Regions from separate parts of the Triticum aestivum genome. Here region 1 is linked to region 2. The links are chromatin contacts, called in public Hi-C maps. All regions are on one chromosome and are shown on one strand. The core of a region is the stretch at or near the end of the contact, and the rest is flanking DNA. Distances in the headings are between cores, read along the strand shown.

Evidence for each region. A called contact is a pair of places that touch in the nucleus more often than the background predicts.
Region 1: a Hi-C map of leaf shows a contact between it and region 2, with 4 times the contacts expected there. The contact joins the promoter of LOC123098124 here to the promoter of LOC123098123 in region 2. A contact is called at or near these places in 2 of 5 Hi-C or Micro-C datasets (both in leaf).

The regions. Positions count from the first base shown.
Region 1 is chr4D:392,158,676-392,163,000 of IWGSC CS RefSeq v2.1, forward strand. LOC123098124 (protein Barley B recombinant) reads left to right here and starts at 1,646. Exons shown (of 2, transcript XM_044520017.1): 1 at 1,646-1,947; 2 at 2,085-3,601. The coding sequence starts at 2,216. The coding sequence ends at 3,256.
Region 2 is chr4D:391,672,047-391,676,789 of IWGSC CS RefSeq v2.1, forward strand. It overlaps LOC123098123, which reads right to left and starts at 1,892. Exons shown (of 2, transcript XM_044520015.1): 1 at 1,096-1,892. The coding sequence starts at 1,652. The coding sequence ends at 1,110.

The DNA of each region.
Region 1 (4,325 bases), core at 396-2,895, 490 kb after region 2:
ATCGTTGTCATTACCACTGAAGCCAAAACGATGAACGACCAAAAACCTAAGCTACTAGGGCCTAAAACCTGAAGCTAAACGGTCCACACGTGTGGATCCGGTGACCCCCGTCACCACCAACGACGGAGGTCGTCGGTGGAGGGGAGTCGCCAGAGGACAACGACCGAAGGAGACGCCTTGGCGGTTGTGCGAGATCGCTTGCTCTTTCTTCCTGAAAAAAGCGAAGCTCGTGAGCGAACCCTAAGTCGACCGTGGGAGTTAAGAGAATCTACAATCTGATACACCAAATCTGGCCCCTCAAACACTTGTGGATGCGCCCGGGCGCGTCCCCGGACATTGACCAGTCACGCCTCAAAAAATCATTTCCACAACCGGATACATCAACTACGAACCTCAAATCCATACAATTACATGCAACGTGAAACCTGATCTAAGCGGAGCTCGTTCGTCTCCGCCGTGCCCATATCCGAGAACCGGCTACGCCCCTCAAAGTCTTGCTCCGATCACCGGCGAGGTAGAGTAGGACATGGGACACACATCGGCTCACGGGGCTCAAGGTGCAGCCGTCTTCCACGCCCTACTCTTCCTCGTTGGAGTCCAGAGCCTTCACGGTGCCGATCCATGTGAGGTCGACGATGGATCTGTCCTGTTCAAGGGAGGCTGACACGTCCACCATGACGCGACTGCGATGCTCGGGGTTGTGGGCCACTCGTATCGGCTCAGAGAGTGCCACTCCGCCTCGCCAACATCCGCCGCGAGGGCTGTCACGACCTCCCACACCCTCTGCCTCGCACGGTGGGCACACCACGCCATAGCCTCAGCAAACGGGGCCACGGATGGCCTCATTGTCGGCGCGCCAATGAAGGGGTTGCGCTCCGCCACGACGTTTGGACGCCAGACAGAGCGCACCGCCTCGACAGCTACAATGCGCCGCGTGCCAGGCGCCATTTGGGCGGAGGTGACAGATTCCCGGCGGATCGAGTCTAACCGTTGCCGGGTATTCTCCTCGCGGGCGCGGTGAAGTGCAGTGCGGACGACCATCTCCTCCTCGGGCCCGAGTGGGATGAAGTCCCAGTTCGTAGATTGGTTGACGCAGGACTCGGACCCGCTGCTCGTCATGCCCGGAGAATGCCGGAGTTCGCTGAAAGTGAGCTTGAGGGCAGGAGGGAGGGGGAGGGGGAGTGGAGAGTGGAGTGGCTAGGGTTTGGTCCGGGTTGCAGATAGGGACGAATATATGTGGGGTCGAGGTGGGCCAATGTGACCCGGATCCGACGTGGCGGACGCGCCCGGGCCTCCCATATCCGCCTTAGAATTGGGCTAGATATGAGGGGTGTCGGTCAACCCAGACATTTGAGGCCGATTTGAGGTGCCCGGTTGGGTCGTATTTTTTTTTGTCCGGTACCGGCCGACCGTCCAAGTGTTTGAGGCGTCTGGTTGTAGATGCTCTAATTCCGAGTAGAAGATAGGAAATCTAACTGTTGCTGTAATTCCGTGGTATTTACTCGATCATACATTTCAACTTTACACATTTCGGTTGGAGATACTCGGCAGTTTGGCTTTGACGAAGCGCCATTTCGGTACCGCTTACACGTGGGTCCTTATCCAAGGCGTGGCATTTGTGTCAAAATGCAGAAAGAAATATGCCATTTTCTCTAGACCGTCCTGTACCTTGCTTTCGTCTTCCTCACCCCGAGCCTCGGCCCTCCTGACCTAACCAATCCGACCCTAGGCGGCTCCATCTCTCCTAGACTGTGCCACGACGTGCCCTGCCGTAGCACTGCGTTACCGCCGACGCCTCACTCCCACCCCATCCCATCCCCCACTCCCACATCCCCTCCGCCCCTCTCACGCGCCTCGCCGCCATCGCCGTCCCCGTTCTTCCTCGTCGCCGAATTTCGTCCCTGCTGTCCCCGCCCCGTCCGCAATCTCGGGCCATTGGGTTTTGAGGTATGAGGGTTGTTCCAATCAGAGATTTGTTAAATCCCACTCACCAATCGCAATTTCTGGGTGTGCCGGTGCGCACCATCTAGATCCGCCCCTGCTTACGGATCCTTGAATTTTTTTCGACTTGTTTTCTGAAATAGGTTCCAGGGATTGGTGTCTGGAATGCAATGGTGGGGATAGCCTGACCGTCCAGAGCCCGAAAGAAGAGCACATTTCTCGTTCCAATCTCGGTTTTCTTGGATTTCGATTCGTTTGTTCAGGGCCGGCCGAGATGGACGACGACGGCAGCTTGAGCATTCGGAATTGGGGCTTCTATGAGACGATGAAAGGCAACCTCGGCCTGCAGCTGATGCCATCTGTGGCCGGCGGCCACCGGGACACAAAGCCGCTGCTCCCCAACGGCACCTTCTTGCAGCACCACAACGCCCCGCACCACCCGCCGCATTCACATCATCCCCGCGACTATGGTAACGGCGAACCCTCTGGTGGCATGCCCACCGAGCCGCCGGCTATTCACATGGACTTTGTGCGCAACGAGGCCTGGATGCACCCCTCGCAGCATCAGCATCAGCACCAGCACCACCACCAGAACCAACATCAACAGCAGCATCAGCATCAGCATCAACATTCCCGTGAGCAGAAGGTCCTTCATGCTGTTCCTCTTGGGCCTCCTGGACATATTGGACATCCTGGACATGCTGTGCATCACCACCCTACAGATTTTGGGATGATGCCAGATGCGCGTGGTGCGCACACTCTCCAGATGATGCAGCCACAGGAGCCTCCTGTGCCTGAGGAGGAAAAAATTGCCCCACCGTTGGTTGAAGAGCATTCTGTGGTCGGAAGCAAGCCTCTGGTAAAGAAGAGGCAGCAAGGTCGTCAGCCTAAGTTGCCGAAGCCGAAGAAACCTAAGAAGGTTGCTACTCCAGGCGAAGATGGGGCACCCAAGGCCCGTGCACCCCGAAGCAGGGGTCCTCTTAAGCCTGTGGAAATGGTAATTAATGGTATTGATTTTGACATTTCAAGGATACCAACACCTGTGTGCTCATGCACTGGAGCTCCCCAGCAATGCTACCGGTGGGGTGCAGGTGGCTGGCAGTCTGCATGCTGCACAACTTCTATTTCGACATATCCGCTGCCAATGAACACAAAGCGCCGGGGCGCACGTATTGCTGGAAGGAAGATGAGCCAAGGTGCATTCAAAAAGGTTCTTGAGAAGCTAGCTGGTGAAGGGTACAACCTTAATAATCCAATTGACTTGAAGACCTTCTGGGCCAAACATGGCACAAACAAGTTTGTAACAATCAGGTAAGAGACATGCTATGTTGATTGCCTTGTAGGCTCCAACGCTGCAGTTTGGTCTGAGTTATTCTCTGTACCTGCTCTTGCCAATCTGTAGACATCTTTAGAAGTAGCTTGTAGCCATGTTCAGTTTCCTGGACTTAATTTACATGCCTATTTCGAGCTTCAGCTGTGAAGTAGGAAGTCTGTCTGTATCTGTCATGTCAATTTAGAAGTTGTAGTGTAATGGCAACAGTTTTTCTGATTTAGTTAGCATTTAATGCTTCAATGTCTGTTATGACCTGGATGTTTATGGCTTCATGTAGAGGTTTTCTCCATTAAAGTTGAAAGATAATCGCTACCTCTTCTAGGGCTAGTTATCATTTAATTTGGTATTTCTTTACATCTGCCAAGTTTATATATGAAATACTCGCATGACTCATGCGGTTCTTATCTTTGACCTGCTATTAAGCTTGTGCTCCATGGATCTAAGCAAGTAAAATGCCTGATAGTTTCTCATTGTTCCGATCTGGTGTTACTGTGCGCTGAACCGAGTATTTTTATTTGTGTGCCTCTACCTTAATACCTTGGACATTATGATAGCACTTGCTCACCAATGGTTTGCATATCTTGACTCAATATGTGTAGTATTTTCCTTTTGAAATAGCATAAACTTTAACTTGTGTGGTGTTTGATCGCCCTTTCTCTTAGAATTATGCAAGGGAGTATATATTTATAAGGTATGTGTAAAAGTCTTACAAGTTTAAAAAAAAACATGACAAATGAAAACAGAAGAGAAAGAAAAACATCACCAGCAAGTGGACAGACAACTACTGCTGCACAGCGTACTACCTGAGTGCCCCCAAGAGTGAAAGATTTGCTACCAAAGGTCAGTAAGATCCTGCAAAGGTGTGGCCGGGCCTCCTTGTGAAAAAACCTTTCCTTACTTTCCTTTCATAGGTGCCATGGGCCCAAAATAATGAAGCTGTCCATACATTCTCCTTTCTGAAAGATCTGGGAGTCCCTATCCTCTTGCCACCAGTCTTACAGTTCACTATCAAGAGAGGGTGTTGCATTTAAGACCAGTCCATCTGTAGTTG
Region 2 (4,743 bases), core at 642-3,141:
TATCTGCAAATGTGGAGAGGAGTGCGGGTAAATTGCCATAGTTTCCTTCCTATCCGTTAGATATAGATTGGACGGCCTATATTGCAGGATGGCAGGCACACCATCATCACCAACTCTGCTTTTTATAAGAGTAGATAGATAGAGATAAGAGTAGAGACAAGAGTAGAGATTGAGAAGAACTGAATATTAGATTTTAAAGATGGGTTTTTCACTTTCTTATCAAGGTGCTGTAGTTACGCTTGCGTGTCTATCCGTGGTTCTCCATTAGTATGTCCTTAACTCAAGATTGCTCCACGGATATGTTTCTTGAATGGTTTAGTTCAGGGTATGGAGGGGTCATGGTGGTTGGCAGGCTAGGCGGATGGAGTTTGATTGTATCAAAGCAAACTCTCTGCATGGGCCACCTGTGAGTGTTGCTCTTGAAGGGCAACGACACCACGCGCGTGCTGATGCGTGATCCTAGACATCTCCCAGTTAGCAGTATGCTGCATCTGCCAGTTAGTTGTATGTTGCCGGTGACATCAACCCTTGGAAGGGGTAATACACAGTAGGCACTAATCAAATTTGGGCTAGGGCGTTATATTTGCTGGAGTAAAGATGAGTAACGAAGAATCTAATAGGTCCTCAAGTCATACACTTCATGCTGACATCCAATTCAAATTAGGTTCAGTTGTAATACTAAATCAAGATTTAAAGCAATTGGTAGTTCCAAATTGTTTACACGTCAGTACGCACAAACATTCAATCTCCAATCTCTCTCCCACAAGATGTGCTTAATCTCAGCACAACATTTTTCCATAAAGGGATAATATTTAACATCAAGCTTCTATCAGTACACATCTCACCGGGGCATATTCACATTATGCTGAAACCAACGTCATGAACTCGCACAAACAATGAAAATTAACACCAGATCGCATAGCTGACGAACTAAGAGGTCCAAGAACACTACACTTTTTAGGACATCTCCCCCTCTTGTAGATCACGATCTGAAACTACTAGGGACCCAATGAGGCTAAGCATTCCTGTACCAATTCGCACCCAAGGAACCTAAGAATAGAACAACCAATACACTGAGAGTAGGAGAAGGAATACCTAAAGCTTTGGTTTTAGAAGTCAAAGCTTTTTAGATAGGTGGGATCCTTCTTGGCCCTCTCCTGGAACTTGCGGAACCAGCGGTCCAGAATATCCGTGGGCACCACCAGCTTGCCGCCGTCGGCGGCGCAGAAGGACTGCATGAAATTGAAGAGGTTCTCGCCGACGCGGAGCGCGACGCGCTCGGCGCGCTGCTCGTCGGGGGGCGAGGGCAGCGCGGCGGCGTCCTCCACGGCGACGCCCAACTTCGCGGGCCCGGCGGGGGGCTCCGGCTCGTCCCCGGCCTCTGGGAGCTGGAAGGTGGCGGAGGGGCGCGCGGGGCCGAGCGCGCCGAGGAAGGCGAAGGGGCGGTTGGCGGCCGCCTGGTAGTAGACGGCGACGGCCTTGCCCGGTGGCAGCGCGGCCGCGGCGGGCGGGAGCAGGAAGACGACGGCGGAGCGGGGCGCGGAGGGGAGGGAGAGCGTGGAGAGGTCGAGGAGCCAGGAGGCCGGCGCGACCTGCGCGAAGGCGGTGGCGTCCAGCGGGAAGGTGTGGTCCGGGAACACGACGCCGAACATGGCGGGCGGCGGGGTGTGGGTTGGTGAGATTGACGCCGCTAGGCCTGTGGCATGGGGAGCGCCTCCGCCCGGCGAGGCTCGATCGGGGTATAGATCGGAGGCTGGAAGCCTGAAATGGAAGGAGGTGATGGCGATGTTCTATTCTGTTATGGAAGGGCGAGGAGGGTTCTAGAAGGCCGTAGAGCGTGCTCAGCTCGTCCGAGCCGGATTTTGCTTTTTTTCTCTCTCTCTCTCTCGGAGAAAGTCATGAAGCCAAGTGAAGCACCATGCGCCGAACGTGCCAGCTCCGTGGATCTGAGAGATCCGGTGCACAAGCGACGTTTTTTTTCCGTCGAATACACACGCGTGTGTGTACTATTAAAGAAGATAATAATTTTATCAAAAAAAAAAGAAGAAGAAGAAGATAAGAAAATAACACCTTTATGTTGGTGTTACATGTTACATGAACCCAACCTCATCCACATACTCTTAAGTCGTATCGACTCGCGATAGCCCACTTGTCAATACCCCAAGAAAGGCATCCACCTCGCCTCTAAGGATCTCAACTAGTTTCCATGTTCTACCCTCTAATTTAGAAATTACATGGTCTCTCGACTGTGTTGCCCGTCGAACACGATCGAGTTTCGATGCTTCCACAATGCCCACATGACAAGAATAATGATTGCTCGTGTATCTTTCTTATTGCAACCCGTCCCGATCTTATCATGGCACCACTCCGGGAGGGTGGATCCTCCAGTTGGGGTCCATTCCCGCTTGCCCATGGCTCGACTGACCACACTCCAAATGTCCCGTGCAAACACGCAGTCAAGCAGGATGTGTCGTATGGTTTCCTCCTCTTGGTCACAGAACGGGCACGCCTCCTCGTGATCAAGTCCATGCTGTGCCAGGCGATCTGAAGTTCAACATATATTCTTGAGTGCCAACCAAGTGAAGAACCTACACAGGAGAGGGGCCTTGGACTTCCACATGAAATCAGTCGTCGGCACCACCTTTCTACCCCAGAACTTGGTGGCGTAAGACGAACTAGTCGAGTAGCAGCCACTAGCCTCCCACACCGACGCAAATGGAGTCCTACTGCACACCATTTATTGGTTCCGTGGCTGTCATGGTTCAAAGCTGAAAGATCGAGAAGAGGAGTCTAGAGGAGGGGGGTGATTAGACCCTTAACAATCAAAAGTGGAAGTTTTTATAATTCTTCAAGTTAAGGTTGAGTTTAACACATGTTAAAGGGCTCACAATATATTTGGCACAAGCATAGCATGAGTATAGGCAGCGGAAAGAGTAAAGCATGCAAGTGCAAGAATGTAAAGGGGATGGGAGAAGGAAAATGCAAACACAATGGAGACGCTGACATTTTTGGCGTGGTTCCGATAGGTGATGCTATCATACGTCCACGTTGATGGAGACTTCAATCCACGAAGGGTAACGGATGCACGAGTCCACGGAGGGCTCCACCCACGAAAGGTCCACGAAGAAGCAACCTTGTTTATCCCATCATGGCCATCGTCCACAAAGGACTCGCCTCACTCGGGTAGATCTTCACGAAGTAGGCGATCTCCTTGCCCTTACAAACTTCTTGGTTCAAGTCCACATCATATCGTAGGATCCCAAGCGACACCTAACCAATCTAGAAGACACCACTCTCCAAAAAGATAATAAATGGTGTGTTGATGATGAACTCCTTGCTCTTGTGCTTCAAATGATAGTCTCTCCAACACTCAACTCTCTCTCATAGATTGGCTATGGTGAAAGAAGGATTTGAGTGAAAAAGCAACTTGGAAAAGGCTAGAAATCAAGATTCAAATGGTAGGATTGGAATCTCTTGATCTCAACACATGAGTATGTGGTTCTCTCTCAGAAAATGAATGGTGGAAGTGTGGATTCGTTCTGATGGCTCTCTTACTGAGTAAGAGGGATGGAGGGGTATATATAGCCTCAACACGAAATCCAACCGTTACACACATTTTACCAAACTCGGTGGCACCAACTGGAATTCTCAGTGAGATCGACTTGTGCAAAATATATGAACGTTGGAGGTCTCGGTGGGACCGACTGGATCATCTTGATGAGACCAAAGTGCAATGGCAAAGGCAGAACCGCGTTTCGGTGATTCCGATCAATTTTCACTAGGTGATTCTGAGATGAAGTGATTTCATCACAGAAACTTGGCACAACCATCTTGGTGGGACCGAGAGCCATTTCGGTCAGACTGAAATGTTAGGGTTTGGCTGTGGTAGTGTCCAAATGAACTCGGTGGTTCCAGAAAGGTAGAATTTGGTGGGACCGAGTTGGCTTGAAAGAGTTTTGGACATATTTGGATAGTGAAAGTGGTTGAGAGTTTTGGAGCAATATCACTAAGCACTTGAGCAACCAGATCATTAACAACACCTCATCCCCTTTTAATAGTATTGGCCTTCCTATGGACTCAATGTGATCTTAGATCACTTAACCAAAAATGGAGAGTCTTGTGATTTAGCCAATTCATGTCCTTAGCATTTTGAAGGGTTCCACATCCTCACATCCTTGCCATGCCGCAGTTGAACTTGCCTAAAATATACTAGATAAAACTATTAGTCCAATAGAAAGTATGTTGTCATTAATTACCAAAACCACCAAGGGAGCAAATGTGCTTTCAATCTCCCCCTTTTTGGTAATTGATGACAACATACATCAAAGCTTTAAGTAAGAGTACAATGAGTGAATCATTCAAGCTTTGAAGGAATATGTAACAAGCATAAGCTCCCCCTATAAGTGTGCAATCATGTTTATGATAGGAGTTGAAGACATGTGAATGCACAACATGATAGAAAGAGTAATGAGTTACATATATATTGGCTATATGCATCAGAGCAAAAAAAAGATGAAATATGCACCTTCATGTTTATGATTCCCTCTTGCAAACTATATGTGCAACAAGCAAGAGATCATCATGTACACGAGTGAGATGCATATACTTACCTTGTGGTCCTTGAACTGGTTCTTGAAGAAATAGGCTTGAGAAAACAAGGTTAGATAACACAAGAAAATTTCAACAAGAAGGAAGTCACAAGATCCACAAGAGTACCAAGACTAGGATGACATGTGTTAGATA